Linked DNA regions of Capra hircus: region 1 is linked to region 2. The links are chromatin contacts, called in public Hi-C maps. All regions are on one chromosome and are shown on one strand. Each heading gives the region's core, a stretch centred on a gene start, on an enhancer-like site or on the middle of the called end of the contact. The rest is flanking DNA. Distances are from core to core; before and after follow the strand shown.

Region 1 (7,341 bases), core at 4,505-7,004, 340 kb before region 2:
GGGCATTGGAGGAGAAAGAGGAAAAGGGGAGGGGGCAGCATCTCCTAGGGGCGGGGCGGGGCGGGGCGGGGGGGGGGGGCGGGCGGATCTGGTCCATCTCTGGCAGCCAGACGGTCCTTCCTGCAAGACCCCACCCAAAGGGGTGTCTGAAGCCAGGGCGGGTCACACCCTGGAAGGAAAATGCTTTCACTAGTGTGAAAACCAAGAGAACAAAAGGATTCACAGACCAAAAATGAAGCCAACGAGAGCTTCGAAATCATGGGCATTCTTCCCACTCCCAGTCTCTGACTCACCCCTGAACCCCAGTTTCAACCTCACCTACTGCTTGAAGCTGTCACTGAACCATGCGCCTGGGGTCAGAATTAATCACCAGCCGCCTCCCTGGGCCTCCGACACTCCAGCCTTGCGGCATGGATCATCCCTCTCCCAGGGTGAGAGCTCCTTGCATAAGTATGTATCGCCCCCGTTTGACTGTGGTTACCTTGGGCCAGGGGCCAGACCCCACTTACCCCAGAATCCCCATGAGCCCAGAACAGCACTGGCTCACAAGTCCTGGAGAGTCAGAGAAGAGTGAAGAAAATTGTCCCTAAAGCCTGGAGAAAATCCTACCAGCTGGAATGATGAAGAAGGAAAGAATCCCTCTTAGGTGGGGTCACAGGACTCCTGATGTAGATGTAGGTGAAACACACACACACACACACACACACACACACACACACACACACACACCCCTCCTCCTGGAGCAGTGGAGGAGGAGGGAATGCAAAAAATGTGGTGGTGCCAGCCACAGAGAAGTCTGGAAATGCCTTCTTAATTGAACCTTTCTGGGAGCAGGCTGGCTGGAGGAGGGTAAGGAGCAGAGAGGAGCTGGCAAGGAAGGGCCCAGGGGGCTCTGATCCCCCTCCTTTTGGAAGCATGAGTATGTGCTTTCATGTCCGACTCTTTGCACCCCTATGCAACTGCAGCCCACCAGCTCCTCAGTCCATGGACTTTTTCCAGGCAAGAATACTGGAGTGTGTTGCCATTTCCTCCTCCAGGGGATCTTCCCGACCCAGGGCTCAAACTTAAGTCTCTTATATCTCCTGTATTGGCACACAGGTTCTTTATCACTAGCGCCGCTTGGGAAGTCCTGTGGGAGCATAGAGGCCGTAAAGGCAGAGCCTCTGGTTTCTTCCTAGGAAGTACCACATGGCAAGCCGCCTGTCGTGAGAGATTTGGTCTCTCATGGAACAGTTTTATCTATAGGAAAGTCTTTGATATTAGGAGCCCAAGTCCATTTTCTTGCAGCTTTGGCCCACTGGAGCCCCAGGACAGATCTACTTGCCTGGATGGGTGATTCATGTGGTAGAGACAAGGTGTAGGGGCCTCTGCAGAGTTCTTACTGAGTGCTAGACATCCTGCATACGTTATGTCATGATCAGGAAAACCCCAAGAGTACTGCTGTTATAGGTGTTATTGTCTTTCTATTGTGGATGGGGAAGACAGCTCCGAGAGGCGTGTAGCTTGCCCAGGACACACATCTGTGTCAGCTTTCATCTTGCCTGGCTTCCAGTTTCCCTTCACACAGCTGGAGACAGGGCCCTGGCTCCACACACCCTCTTGTTCCCAGTTACCAGGCTGCATGCTGATGTCTTCAACCTTCCCTCCTGGCACATGCATCCCAGTCCATCCAGGCCGGCTTCTGGGATGTCCTCTGCTGGGTCTGCATTCCTCACAGCCGGGTCCCCAGACAAGGACATAAGCATTCTTGTTTTTGGCTTGAAAAGCTTTACATGCCAGCCAACAACTGAGGAGTTTCTGCTTTTGCTTGAAGAAATAACATGAGCCTTGAACACTGGCCTTGGCTCCCAGGAGGGTACTGGGTAGCAAGAGGTGCCCAGACTGAGGTCCAGGGACATCACAACCATCAGCCAGGCTGGCTGAGACAGTGCCTTTTCCCTCCCTCCAGGCCTTTGAGCCACTGACCCTGCCACTTGGAATACAAGTAGCATTAGGTTTTTAATTCAATGTAGTTTATCCTTTTGTAAATAATACATTCTCATGGTTTAAAATTCAAAAGGTACAATAGGTAGGAAGTGGAAATTCTTGCTCCTACCCTGTATTCCCACCATCTGTTACCTCTCCTCTAGTGACTAATGTTACCAGCTATACCCATTACACTTATAATACAAGTAAATATGTGTGTATATGCATATTCATTTCCCTTTTTTTTAATTTAAAAAAAGCAAGTGTGGCTCAGACAATAAAGAGTCTGCCTGCAATGTAGGTAACCTGGGTTTGATCCCTGGGTTGGGAAGCTCCCCTGGAGAAGGAAATGGCAATATACCCACTCCAGTATTCTTGCTGTCCATACGAAATCCCATGGACAGAGGAGCCTGGCGGGCTAGAGTCCATGGCGTCACAAAGAGTCGGACACGACTGAGTGAATAACACTTACACTTTCAGGATACTATATCCCCTCTTCCACACCTTTCCTTTTTCCTGAACATTTGTATTTTCCAGTTTCAGGACTGGGGCTTAAATCTACCCTCTTCTGCTCCATGACACCAGGAGTCAGTCCTGGGACCCTTGTCTTGTGCACCTAAAATGCAGCACAGATGAAAGCGTCAGTCAACACTTATTAAACAAATTAGTGTCATGTAGCTGTTAAGAGGTTTCTACTGCAGATGCACTCTTGTTTACACTTTCCATGTACATTTTCCAGGAAGTCAAGAGACTCTGCACTGATCTTTGGGGGATGTGACCCCTACTTTATAAGGAAAATCATCTAGGGATTGAAATGATTTACTCAAACCAAGTTGCTGCTCCATTTCAGCTACTCCGACTTAGGGCTTTGGAGGTCTTACAGTTGAGCTCCAGAGAAGGGAGAGACTTGGCCGAGTTTTCTCAATAATAACTTCAATATATAGAGACAGGCAAGCTTGGAGTCAGGCTGTCAGTATGACACAGTCATGGGACTCTACTTTCTGCTTCCACCTTGAGCTGAAGACAGAGCATGCACCTTACCATTTCTTTTAACCTGTCTTCTAGCTTCCCTGACTGCAGAGCAGTGACAATTTGACCCGCTGTTAGGATTTTAAGTGCTCCAAGGTATTAAGTCACTAGCATGAAACAGCACAAAAATATATATATATTTTAAAAAACCAGCTAGCAAAGTGCTAACAATGACACTCTGTCTTTGCTTAAGTCTATTCTAAGAAATGGAAAAGCTGGCCTCTGGGGGGCTGTCTGCCGAGCCTGGGAGTCTAGGAACCTTTCCATGATATATGTGCAATAACTTCGTTAGACTGGAGAGAAGATCTAAAACAGACATAGGTTTAGAGCATTCATGATAAATGGTTCTTCACAAATTGAAGCTGATTATTTCTCTCCCTTGCCTTCCCAGAGAGGTGGTCCTGGCTCTTAAACAAGGTTCATTCCTGGAAATGCCATCTTAAAGGCAAACCCCACTTTAATTGTACGATTAAAGTCCTCTCTCTTCACAAGAGAACTGAATGGAAGAAGGTGACAGGAAGACAGAAGAGGTATTCTTAGGCCATGCCTAACAAAGATGGCCACAACTGAAGCCTGCTTCAGATGATGCCCCACGAAGAGGATGCAGTTTATTGTCACAAGCAGGCAGCGTAGTTACTGAGTTACATGGATGGCTGCTGAAATAAAAAAGGAATAATGATTGAGGCCATAGTGAAGAGTTGGAGCCCCCCACCCAGGAGATTTAGAAAGTGGGTCCCTAAAGAAGCTTGCTCCCAAATTTTCAACTTCCTTCACATCTTGGTCCCGTGTAAGCAACGACCTTTCCATCACTGGAAAGTGGCCTTGCAGAGGTCCAAGGTGGAGAGAAAGGCCTGTAGGTCTCCTGATGTGGAGGAAGTCACATCCACCGCATGAAGCAGAGCCTGGAGACCAGCCACAGGCTAAGCCTCCTCTCCAAGCCTTCAGCACCTCTTCCAAGCATCTGAGACCAGAAAACTAGACAGTAGCTAGTTAAGCAGTTAGCTGCAGAGCCAAATCTGTATACCATTTTAAATACCAAATTTAAACATGTAAGGGTTTGAGTTTTGAGCTGATGTGTGGCTTTGGCTCCCAGACACACAAATCTAGGGAGAAAGCAGTGAACTCTCTTCCTGGAATAGAGGGCATATCCAAATATGGGCTGGGGATCTCCCCATCTCCTTCCCTGGGTGGAGTGGAAGATCAAGACAAAGCCACTAGCGCCTGCAAGGAAGCAACGGGTACCGAGGGAGGTGCATCTGAAGCTGGGCTTAGGTCCTCCTTGAGCTGGCAAAGTTCTCCCTAGGGAAAATACCAGAGATGCCTGGCTCAGAGGAAGTTGCCTGGCATCATCTTCCGGAGATAGTGATTGGGCAGATACCATCTCTCTCCACCAGCTTGGCAGGAGCCTGGTCTTGTGTGGAGAGGTGGGGCGTTCTCTGGGATCCGGTGAGCACTTGCAGAGCACCTGTCCTCTCTGCAGGCAGAGGAAATCAGTGTAGGAAGGAGACAACTGTGCGGCCAATCCTGGCTTCTCCCAGCGCAGATAGGCCGTACGTCCAATCTCCTCCCTGGGCAAACAGAGCCCAGTTTTATGCGAGTTGGCCATGGGACTGCTTTCCCAGCCATCCCTACTGGAGTGGCCCAGGAGATGCCAGAGTGTGAGTCATTAAATGGGTCTTCAAGGGGACTGACCAAGTAAGGAGGAACCCCAGAAACCCTTGGGCCCCTCTTCTTCTCTGGATGCAGAGGTGAGGGCTAGAACTTAAGTGGTCATCTTGGTCCATAAGGCCCATGAGGGAGTCATGCTGTGGGAATGGCTAAGGAAAAAGCTGGAAGGAGCTCTGGTTCCCCATGAGTTTGTGGACTGCAGCTATCTGCGGATGCCTTTTTGACAAGGAAATAAGCCCCCAATTTCACAAAGTCAGATCCGTGATTGTGGGTCTGTTACTAGCCGTACAAAGTCCCTACCAGGTACAGGTTGACTCAGAAAGTAGTGAGCAGTAGTAGCTGGAGATGCGCAAGCGTCTGCTGTGGGGTTAGAGAGTGAGGGGGAGGGCGGAGGGTGGGTGAGTAGGAGCTGAGTGCGAACCGAAAGCCTTCCGTGTTTTGTCCTCGATGACCCCGGCCACTGTGCCTATACTGTAGGAGCCCCATGGGGTGTTCAACCCCAGACTGTTGTGGCTATTAGTTCAACGGCTTTACTCTGAGCCTTAAAGCAACACGCCACAAAGAGAGAAATTCCGCACAACTTAGGGGCCAGTTTGAACCGCCTGCTTCTAAAACCCTAGGCTTTGCAGTAGAAGCCTGGGAGGCTGGAGTGCAGGTGGCTCCCTGGAAAACCACCGTTTCAGCGCCACTGCCCATTGGGCCTATAGGGGGCGCTAAGGAACTGCGGGATTCCTGTCTCCTCTCTGGCTGAGTCTCCAGCCACCCTTATCCTAGGCCAAGTAAAGAGGAAAAATGGGGCTGGAGCTGGGGCTGGGGCTGGGGCTAGGTTACAATGGACGGGGACGAAATCCTCACCCTTTACGCCATTCTTCTTAAAGATCTAAAAATGCCAAGCATCTGGTTTTACAGTTCAGAAAAAAATTCCCACCCCCACCAAGCGCTGCGATGAGAGCTCAACACTTCTGTTCCTGAATCTGGGGTTGGGGAGGGGCCTTGGAGACCAGCCAGTAGTCCTCACCATGCGTTTAGCAAATGAGGAAACTGCCGCAGGAGAAGGGAAGCGATGGGTCCAAAGCCACACAGGGCAGGGCGTTAGAGGCAGTGCAGGGATGTGAATCCGGGCCTTCCAATTTCCAGTCTGGAGTTCTTTCCACCACACCCACCACTGTGGCCGCATTTGTTTTCTTTTCTGGCCCTTGGGGGACTTTGGCAGGGCTGGGGGTCTGATGTGAACTGGAATCTGTTTAATTTCACCTCTCATTGCTTCTGCCAGCTCGCCAGCGCTGGCTGACGGAGGCAATTAGAACCAGACATCCCAGAAGGGCATTCCTGGGAGATCTCTTAAAATTCCACAGCAGCTGGGGACTTGCCTTTTCCTGCAGGGACCATCTGGTGTGTAAATACCCAGTTGTGTAAGTCACGGGGTGAAGGGGGATTCACACACACACAGGCTATCTCTTGATACTCACAGACAGAAACACAGAGAAATATTCAGTAGCAACCTCTTTCCTTCCTACCTCCCAAAGAGAGAGGTTAGTAGTTTACAGGCCACCCTGGGAACATCTGATTACTTATTTCGGAGGGGTGAGCACTGTTTGCTCTGGGCGTGGGTGACAGAGGGGTGGGGGGACATTCCTGTTTTTCTTCCACACACACCACCCCCCCCCTCCGCCCCCCACAGATGGCTGCTTACACCTGGGCTCTGGGAGATGGCCAAGGGGTATTTGTGGCCAGCTCAGCGAATATGCAGCCATGCAGGAGCCTGGCTCAGAGGTGTTACCTCAGCTTCTCTGTGGGCAGCTGAGCCTCCGAAAGACAAGACTGCAGAGCCAAGAACCGCAGTGAGGGGCCCCTGACTTGGACTTCGCTGCCTGTGACATCCAGGGACGGCGACATCCGAAACTGAAGAAGGTGGGCCCTCGGCTGAGAGTTGACGGTGGACCTCTCTGTTTCTCAGGGGCTCCCATTCCACACTCATTATCAGGAAATCCTGCATGGGCCAACAGTGTGCTTACTACTGGGAACCTGGCGAAAGTTCGAGTAAACCCAGAGGGCCTTTTGTTAAAAGTCAGTGGAAAGTGGCCAAAGTCATTGGGGGCAAGCGGGAAACCTGTACACCTCCCTTAATCTGAGGGTCACATAGGAGCACCTGTCTAACTGTGATTTACAGGAGGACAGAAAGACAGGAACCAAAAGGGCATCCTCCTGACATATCTACATACCCAATTAGTCTCAGAGCTTAGACTAAAACTTCCGTTCCCAGACTGATAAAGAGAAACAATCTCCCAAAGCTAGTGTTTGGAGACAGACCCTCCCCCATCTTGTGCGGTTGGCCTGGGTGCCGCCACCCCTAGGTGGCCACTCCCAGCTCCTCCCTTTGCAGGTGGATATTTGCTTGAATATCCTGGAAGAATAAGTGTAAAACAGTAAAAAATTAAATCTGCTCATGATTACTATGATTTGTATTAGATATGCCTTATAACTCTGACTACCTTTTAAAAATATGCCCTGGACTTTGTGGTTACTCGGTGATTAATCGTCAACCCATGTGTTACGTGGTTTCATGTTACCAATTGACTCTCCATCTCTGTGTGACCCACTTCCTTGTGATCCCCACTTGCCGAGTTCCCTAAGATCTTCTGTCTGTGTTCCAGATGCAACAGTCTTTATCAAACCCAC
Region 2 (6,618 bases), core at 1,408-3,907:
GCCCTAGGCTTCCTGTGGACAAGAACTATTAATATTATATTCATCCCTGTCCCTCTCCCCCATATAGACGAGCAATAGTGTTGCCCATACAGAAGTGGTTCAGCGTTTCTTTGAGGTTCTCCTGTTCTCTTGGGCCATCACCCAAGCTCTAAGAGAAAAGAATAGTAATAGAGGAATGCTTCTGTCATCAATCAGAAAATCATTCTGCCTGCCTCCAGAGTTGACCATCAGTTCCTTGCAGGCTGCCACTGTATCTCTCAGGGTTTAACACTGTATCCCAGGCTTTAACACTGTGTCTGGCACAGAGCATGCGTCCTGTAATGAAAGGAAGAGAGGGGCTTGCCCAAGGTCACCCAGAGCCAGGAACCGCTGAATCTCATCCGGGACCAGATCTGGTGAAATCATTTACAACATTATCTCAGCGGGGAGCTCAGAGGAAGGAAGGAATGAAGTGACTGAGAAATGTGTGCCAGGCCTCCGGCGGCCTCTAAGCCTGGAGGACTGGGAGGGGGTGGGGTGGGGGCCGACATCAAACAAGACGCGCTCGGCTCCTGGGCTGCCCCGAGCCGCCCGAGCAGCTCCCCGAGCTCCTGGGCGGCGGGAAGGGCGGAAGGGGTGGGGGCGCGGGGGCTGGCGACCCGGGCAGGCGGGCGAGCGGGAGGGAGGCGGCGGGGGCGACGGCGGCCGGCCGGGACAGTGCGCGTCGCCCGCCCTGCGCGGCAAATCCCCCAGGGAGGCCGCCGCCAGAGCCCTGGCGCTCCCGGCCCGGCGCCCGCCACGTGGCACCCGGCGGCGGCGGCGGCGGCGGCTCCTCCCGGCGCGCGGCCCGGCCAGCCGGCAGCACGCAGCCGCCCGCGCCGCCCGCGCCGCCCGCCTCTTCCCGGCCGCCCGCCGGCGGCCTCCCGGGTGCAGCGAGGGGGAGCTGCCCGGCCTCCCTGGACTCGGAGAGAAGGCGGGCGGCGCGAAGCCGCTTTAACCGCAGCCGCCGAGCGGAGGCAGGAGGCTGACCCGGCCGCTTCCTAAGTGCGGTCAGGCATCTCGTGACCACGGCGGGCGCCCGGGGCCCCGCGGGGGGAGGGAGGGCCAGGGCAGGGAGCAAACAAGAAGGTCCCCACCCCTCCCCCGGGCTGTTGCAAGTGAGGCTTTCGGCGGAGTTAAAACCTCAAGCCCGAAATCAGGGGTGGAGGGGGGGTTGGAATAATTCCCCACTCTCCACCCCAGGGCGTGCGCTCCCCGCCCGGAAGGGCTGACCTTGGCCCGGGGGTAGTTGGGGTGGGGGCGGTTGGTCAGCGCCTGGGCTAGGCTCCCAGCCCGCCGCCCCCTCGGATTCCAGGCCCGGCGGGGGCCGGAGGAGGGGGGGGGGCCGGGGACACACACACACACCCCACACGCAGCGCGCGCCAATGAGCCCAGGCCAGGCGCAGGGGGCGGGGTTTTCCCAGGCTCGAGCACAGCAGCTGCTATTTACCTTCTTGGCTTCTCCCGGGGACCAGGAACCAGCCCCCGCGCTCCGCCGCCCGCCGCCGCCCCCCGCCTCCCTGCCCCCGGGGCGCGCGCACACACTCACACACGCACGCACACACACACATCCTCCCGGCCCGGCCGCAGTCGCGGCGGCAATAAAACATCCTGGCACGTGCTCCGGCTCCAGGCGCGCCCTCGCCGGCCGGCTGATGTCAAACTGCAGCTCGGCTGGTGTAGCTCTTAAAGGGCCCGCGCGCGCCGGGTGCCGAGGCTGCCCTGGCCGCCCGCGGGGCGGGAAGGAGGGAGAGGCTGCCGCTCGGCAGGCCGCCTCGGCGCGCTGCAGAACCGAGAGGGGGCGGGTGGAAAGGGAAAAGGTGGCAAGGACGTGCGTGCGTCCTTGAGGCATTGCCATCAAAGTCCCCCTTGTTAACCTTTCATTTGAAATTCCATTTCCTTTCTGCTCAGTTGGAAATTATTCTGATTGTTTCCTGGGGAAGCGCGGGGTCCGAGGCCCCCAACTCCAGAGGAAAAATGAGGGACGGACCGGGGGAGGGGTGCGGGGATCGAAAACCACCTTGCTCTGAAAAATCTGCAAATAAAAGATGGAGGCACATTTTCCTTTTCTGCATGCAAAAGGAAAATTTTTTGCCCTTTTTTGCACGGTCAACTTTCACCCCCCTCCTCCCCCGAACGTGCGGAGTCTGAGAGGGAAATCACTTAGATCTTTTCGTAACTCACACCCTTACACACATTCCCCCGTTCTAACCACTGCATTTATAACCTTTAATCCCTGTCCTTCTAAACCTTTAAAAATATATATTTCAAATGAATTTATTACTGGCAAAGCAGCTCTATTACATATGAAAGGAAATAAAGAGCAAAGGCCGAAGCCCCAAGAGAAATAAACTAGACTAGAGCAAACCCAATGCGGAAAAATCCTTTCTAAAGCAAAGGCCAGCAGGGAGAGTAGCAAAGGGTTAAAATCCTTTTGATTGACGTTGTAGCCTCTGGTGCCCCGGGCTCAGGCGCGCGCCATTGGCCGCCAGGCCTTGTGCCTGGCGGCCAATGGGGGGGCGCGGTCCACGAGCGGTGCCGCGTGTCTCCTCCTCCCATTGGCTGAAAGTTACTGTGGGAAAGAAAGTTTGGGAAGTTTCACACGAGCCGTTCGCGTGCAGTCCCAGATATATATAGAGGCCGCCAGGGCCTGGGGATCACACAGGATCCGGAGCTGGTGCTGATAACAGCGGAATCCCCCGTCTACCTCTCTCCTTGGTCCTGGAATTGCGCTACCGATCACCAAGTAGCCATAAGATATTATAATAAACCCTCAGCACTTGCTCAGTAGTTTTGAGAAAGTATAAAGTAAAAGGGACATAAGCAAGACAATTTTTTTGTGTGTGAAGAACTCCAAAAATAAAATTCTCTAGGGATTAAAAAAAGAAAAAGAAAATGCCAGCTGATATAATGGAGAAAAACTCCTCGTCCCCGGTGGCTGCTACCCCAGCCAGTGTCAACACGACACCGGATAAACCAAAGACAGCATCTGAGCACAGAAAGGTAAGGGCAGTACCTGTATTTCCCTGCACCCCCAGGAAATTAAGTCGGGGTTGGGGGCTCTTTTCTCCCTTAAAATCGCGGGGAGAAATGGCAGGTCCCATGGGAACTCAAGCGCTCTTTTTTAAAAATTTTCTTTACAGTCATCAAAACCTATCATGGAGAAAAGACGAAGAGCAAGAATAAATGAAAGTCTGAGCCAGCTAAAAACACTGATTTTGGATGCTCTTAAAAAAGATGTAAGTGGGTAATTCTTTTTTTCTCTCTCTCCCAGGTATTAAGAATGAAATCCCCTTGCCTGCGGGGTCTTCCCTGCCTGCACTGCATTCTCAGAGGCGGGAGAGCTGGGCCCCTCTAGCCGAGGTCTAGGGCTGTCGCCGCCGTGGCCAGGGGGAGGGACGGACCCCCACCATTCCGAAACCTCTGGCGAGGCTCTCACTTTCCTCCTTTGCCTCCTCTTCTGTGCAGAGTTCGCGGCATTCCAAGCTGGAGAAGGCGGACATTCTGGAAATGACAGTGAAACACCTCCGGAACCTGCAGCGGGCACAGATGACGGGTGAGAGCGGCTCGCCGCGTCCCCCTCTGCGGGCGTCTCTCTCGCCCCGCGGTGATTTCTTCCAGACTTCCGCCCGTGGTTGTGAGAGGCATTCAGCTACATTTTACTGCCTTGGCTCACTCTTGCGTTCCCACGGTCTGGGGCTTATTTATAGCCACAACTCCAAGTTGTTACTGTTCCGGAAAGGGAGGGAGAGAGGTTGTAGTGGCGAGGGCGGCGGGCGGCGGGCGGCTTGGCAGTGGGGGAAGCGGATGGGGGAGTGAAAGGATTTAGAACCGTGGTGGTTTTTAAGCTGCGTGGAGCTTGGGGGTCATCTAGTTTAGCACGCCCTCCTCGCCCGCTACATAAGGGGAAATAAGGCTCGGATGGTGCAGAAGAGGGGGAAGGGCACTATCCAAGGTCACATCGCGCGGGGGTGGGGAGGAGGCAAATTTGAGGCTTCAGATCGGGTTAAATGAAGCGACAGGGAATGGAGAGGGAGTGTATCGGGGTCGGTCGCCAAGCTAGTGTGGCGAGGTGGAGGGTTTTTCTAAACCCAGCCGGCTACCCAGAGGCAGTTCCGCGGGCGGGTGGTCAGGGAGGCGCGCCGCGAGGACCTCCCAGGGCGGAGGCGGTGGCTTCGGGGCCAGGGCCGTTCGGTGACCCATCCGTCTCCTTCTGGCCCGCAGCCGCGCTAAGCACAGACCCGAGCGTGCTGGGGAAGTACCGCGCCGGCTTCAGCGAGTGCATGAACGAGGTGACCCGCTTCCTGTCCACGTGTGAGGGCGTTAACACCGAGGTGCGCACCCGACTCCTCGGCCACCTGGCCAACTGCATGACCCAGATCAACGCCATGACCTACCCAGGGCAGCCGCACCCCGCCTTGCAGGCGCCGCCGCCGCCCCCGCCAGGACCTGGCGGCCCGCAGCACGCGCCGTTCGCGCCGCCGCCGCCGCTCGTGCCGATCCCCGGGGGTGCGGCGCCCCCTCCCGGCGGCGCGCCCTGCAAGCTGGGCAGCCCTGCTGGAGAGGCGGCTAAGGTGTTCGGCGGCTTCCAGGTGGTGCCGGCTCCCGACGGCCAGTTTGCCTTCCTCATACCTAATGGGGCCTTCGCTCACAGCGGCCCAGTCATCCCAGTCTACACCAGCAACAGCGGGACCTCGGTGGGCCCCAACGCAGTGTCACCTTCCAGCGGCCCCTCTCTCACGGCAGACTCCATGTGGAGACCGTGGCGGAACTGAGGGGCTCAGGCCATCCCTCCCCCTAAATTCCCCAAACCATCTCTCTTCCCTCGGGACGATAAACAGGAACTTGGACCATGAGAGAGAAGGGAGGACTTTTGAGATTAAGTGGTTACTTTTTTTTTTTTTTAATTTCTAAAGTTACTTTTTTGTAGAGAGCTGTATTAAGTGACTGACTATGCACTATATTTGTATATATTTTATATGTTCATATTGGATTGCGCCTTTGTATGATAAAAGTTCAGATGACATTTCGTTTTTTACACGAGATTTCTTTTTTATGTGATGCCAAAGATGTTTGAAAATGCTCTTAAAATATCTTCCTTTTGGGAAGTTTATTTGAGAAAATATAATAAAAGTAAAAAGAGTGAAGGCTCTTATGTCTTAGAATTATTTCAGAATATGTAAAAATGAAGGTCTTGGCAGAATTTGAATTACACATAATCTGAGAATTCAGGAATTGGTTCCTTTTGTTATTAAAAGAACATTTTAAAAACCCATTAAGCCTTTTACCATGGCTCCTTGAGCTAAATTCCATTTAATTTGTGAGAACCCATCTGTTATGGCTTCCTTGATCAATTTGTGGTCAGTCTCTTAAAAGATTTCAAAACCCTTTTTAGTTGCAGGTGGGTAAAGTCATTCAGTCCTGGTTCTCATACTGGCTCCTTCTGAGGAAGATGGAAGGGGGCTGAGTTCATGAAGTTAATCAATCCAGTACTTGGTGCCCGCCACACATTTAAGGGTGGCTCCTGCAGCACTAGTGCCCTAGAGCATCTCACCAGCATCCGAGTAAAAACAGTCTTCATAGCTGCAGCTCCAGCCTTCAAGTGTTGGAGTCTTTCTCTAATTAAAGTCAATCCTTGCAGCTAGACATTTTCTGTACCAGCACCTAAAAGTTTGAAATGCCTCTCTGCACCCTCTTCAAGCAAGCTGAGAAGGTCAACAGATTCCTTCTGCCAAGGAACAGCTAGTTAGACTCCCAAGTGGAGCCCCAGTCCAGATGATTAACACCAGACATATGTTTTTGATAAGTTTCTGTGCTTGGCTCTAATAGAGAAAGCATGTGGAGGCCGTCCTGGCAAGCACACAGGCCATCTTCCCCTTTTAATACAAACAGCAAGCGACCCCTTTGCTTGGTCATGCCCCATTTCCAGGCAAGATGTGGGCTCCAGATAGAAGCAAAAGGGTTGTCTCGGGTTTCAGCTCACATAACCCTCCTTAACAAGTCCTAACTCAAAGCGGACAGCTTTAAACTGTGCCAGGATCTGCAGGGAATTTCTTCCAAATCCCATCACAAAGGCTTGTCAGATTTTGTCAGATTTGGCCAGGTGTTTGACTGCATCCAGGTGTTGGGGAAATGAAAACCACGAGCCCTGCGAGACCAGACACATCAGCCGCGCTGTGGGTCTGGCGGGCGCGCCCTCCTCCCGCACCGCCGGCCAGTCGTCCTCCCGGCCCGGCCCCTCCCGCCAGCCTCCTCTCACCGCCCCCACCCCCCCTTCTCTTAGAAGGGCTTCTGGGAGGAGAAGGATGAGGCGGGAGAGATCAATCTTTGAAGCTTTCCTAACAAAGATAAAGCCAACGATTTTCTGTCTTATTTCAAAAGCTTCACCTCTCCCCTGCCTGGCTGGCCTTTCCCACAGGCCAGTGTGGAGAGCCGCTCTATCACTGGAATGATCTAGCAGACAGCAGTCAGTGTTCTACTCAAATACCTTCCATCCAGCTTCAGATCTAGAGCGAAAGGTTTAAAAAATGCTTTAAAATTTTTGGCTCCTACTTGCCTCATTTTGCCTATGTGAAAGGTGCTCAACATACCTTCCCACCA

What was found. Hi-C and Micro-C count contacts between places; a contact is called where the count stands out from the background.
Region 1: a Hi-C map of blood shows a contact between it and region 2, with 9 times the contacts expected there. The contact joins the enhancer-like site here to the promoter of HES1 in region 2. A contact is called at or near these places in 2 of 5 Hi-C or Micro-C datasets (both in blood).

The regions. Positions count from the first base shown.
Region 1 is chr1:73,435,249-73,442,589 of ARS1.2, reverse strand. No RefSeq gene overlaps it. Among named protein-coding and RNA genes, the nearest start is that of OPA1, 150 kb to the left of the region's middle. Within about 2 kb of position 5,754, at least 4 of the 5 cell types and tissues checked have an H3K27ac peak or open chromatin away from gene starts, as enhancers often do.
Region 2 is chr1:73,096,790-73,103,407 of ARS1.2, reverse strand. HES1 (transcription factor HES-1) reads left to right here and starts at 2,657. Exons shown (of 4, transcript XM_018046555.1): 1 at 2,657-3,021; 2 at 3,162-3,257; 3 at 3,487-3,574; 4 at 4,243-5,173. The coding sequence starts at 2,914. The coding sequence ends at 4,793.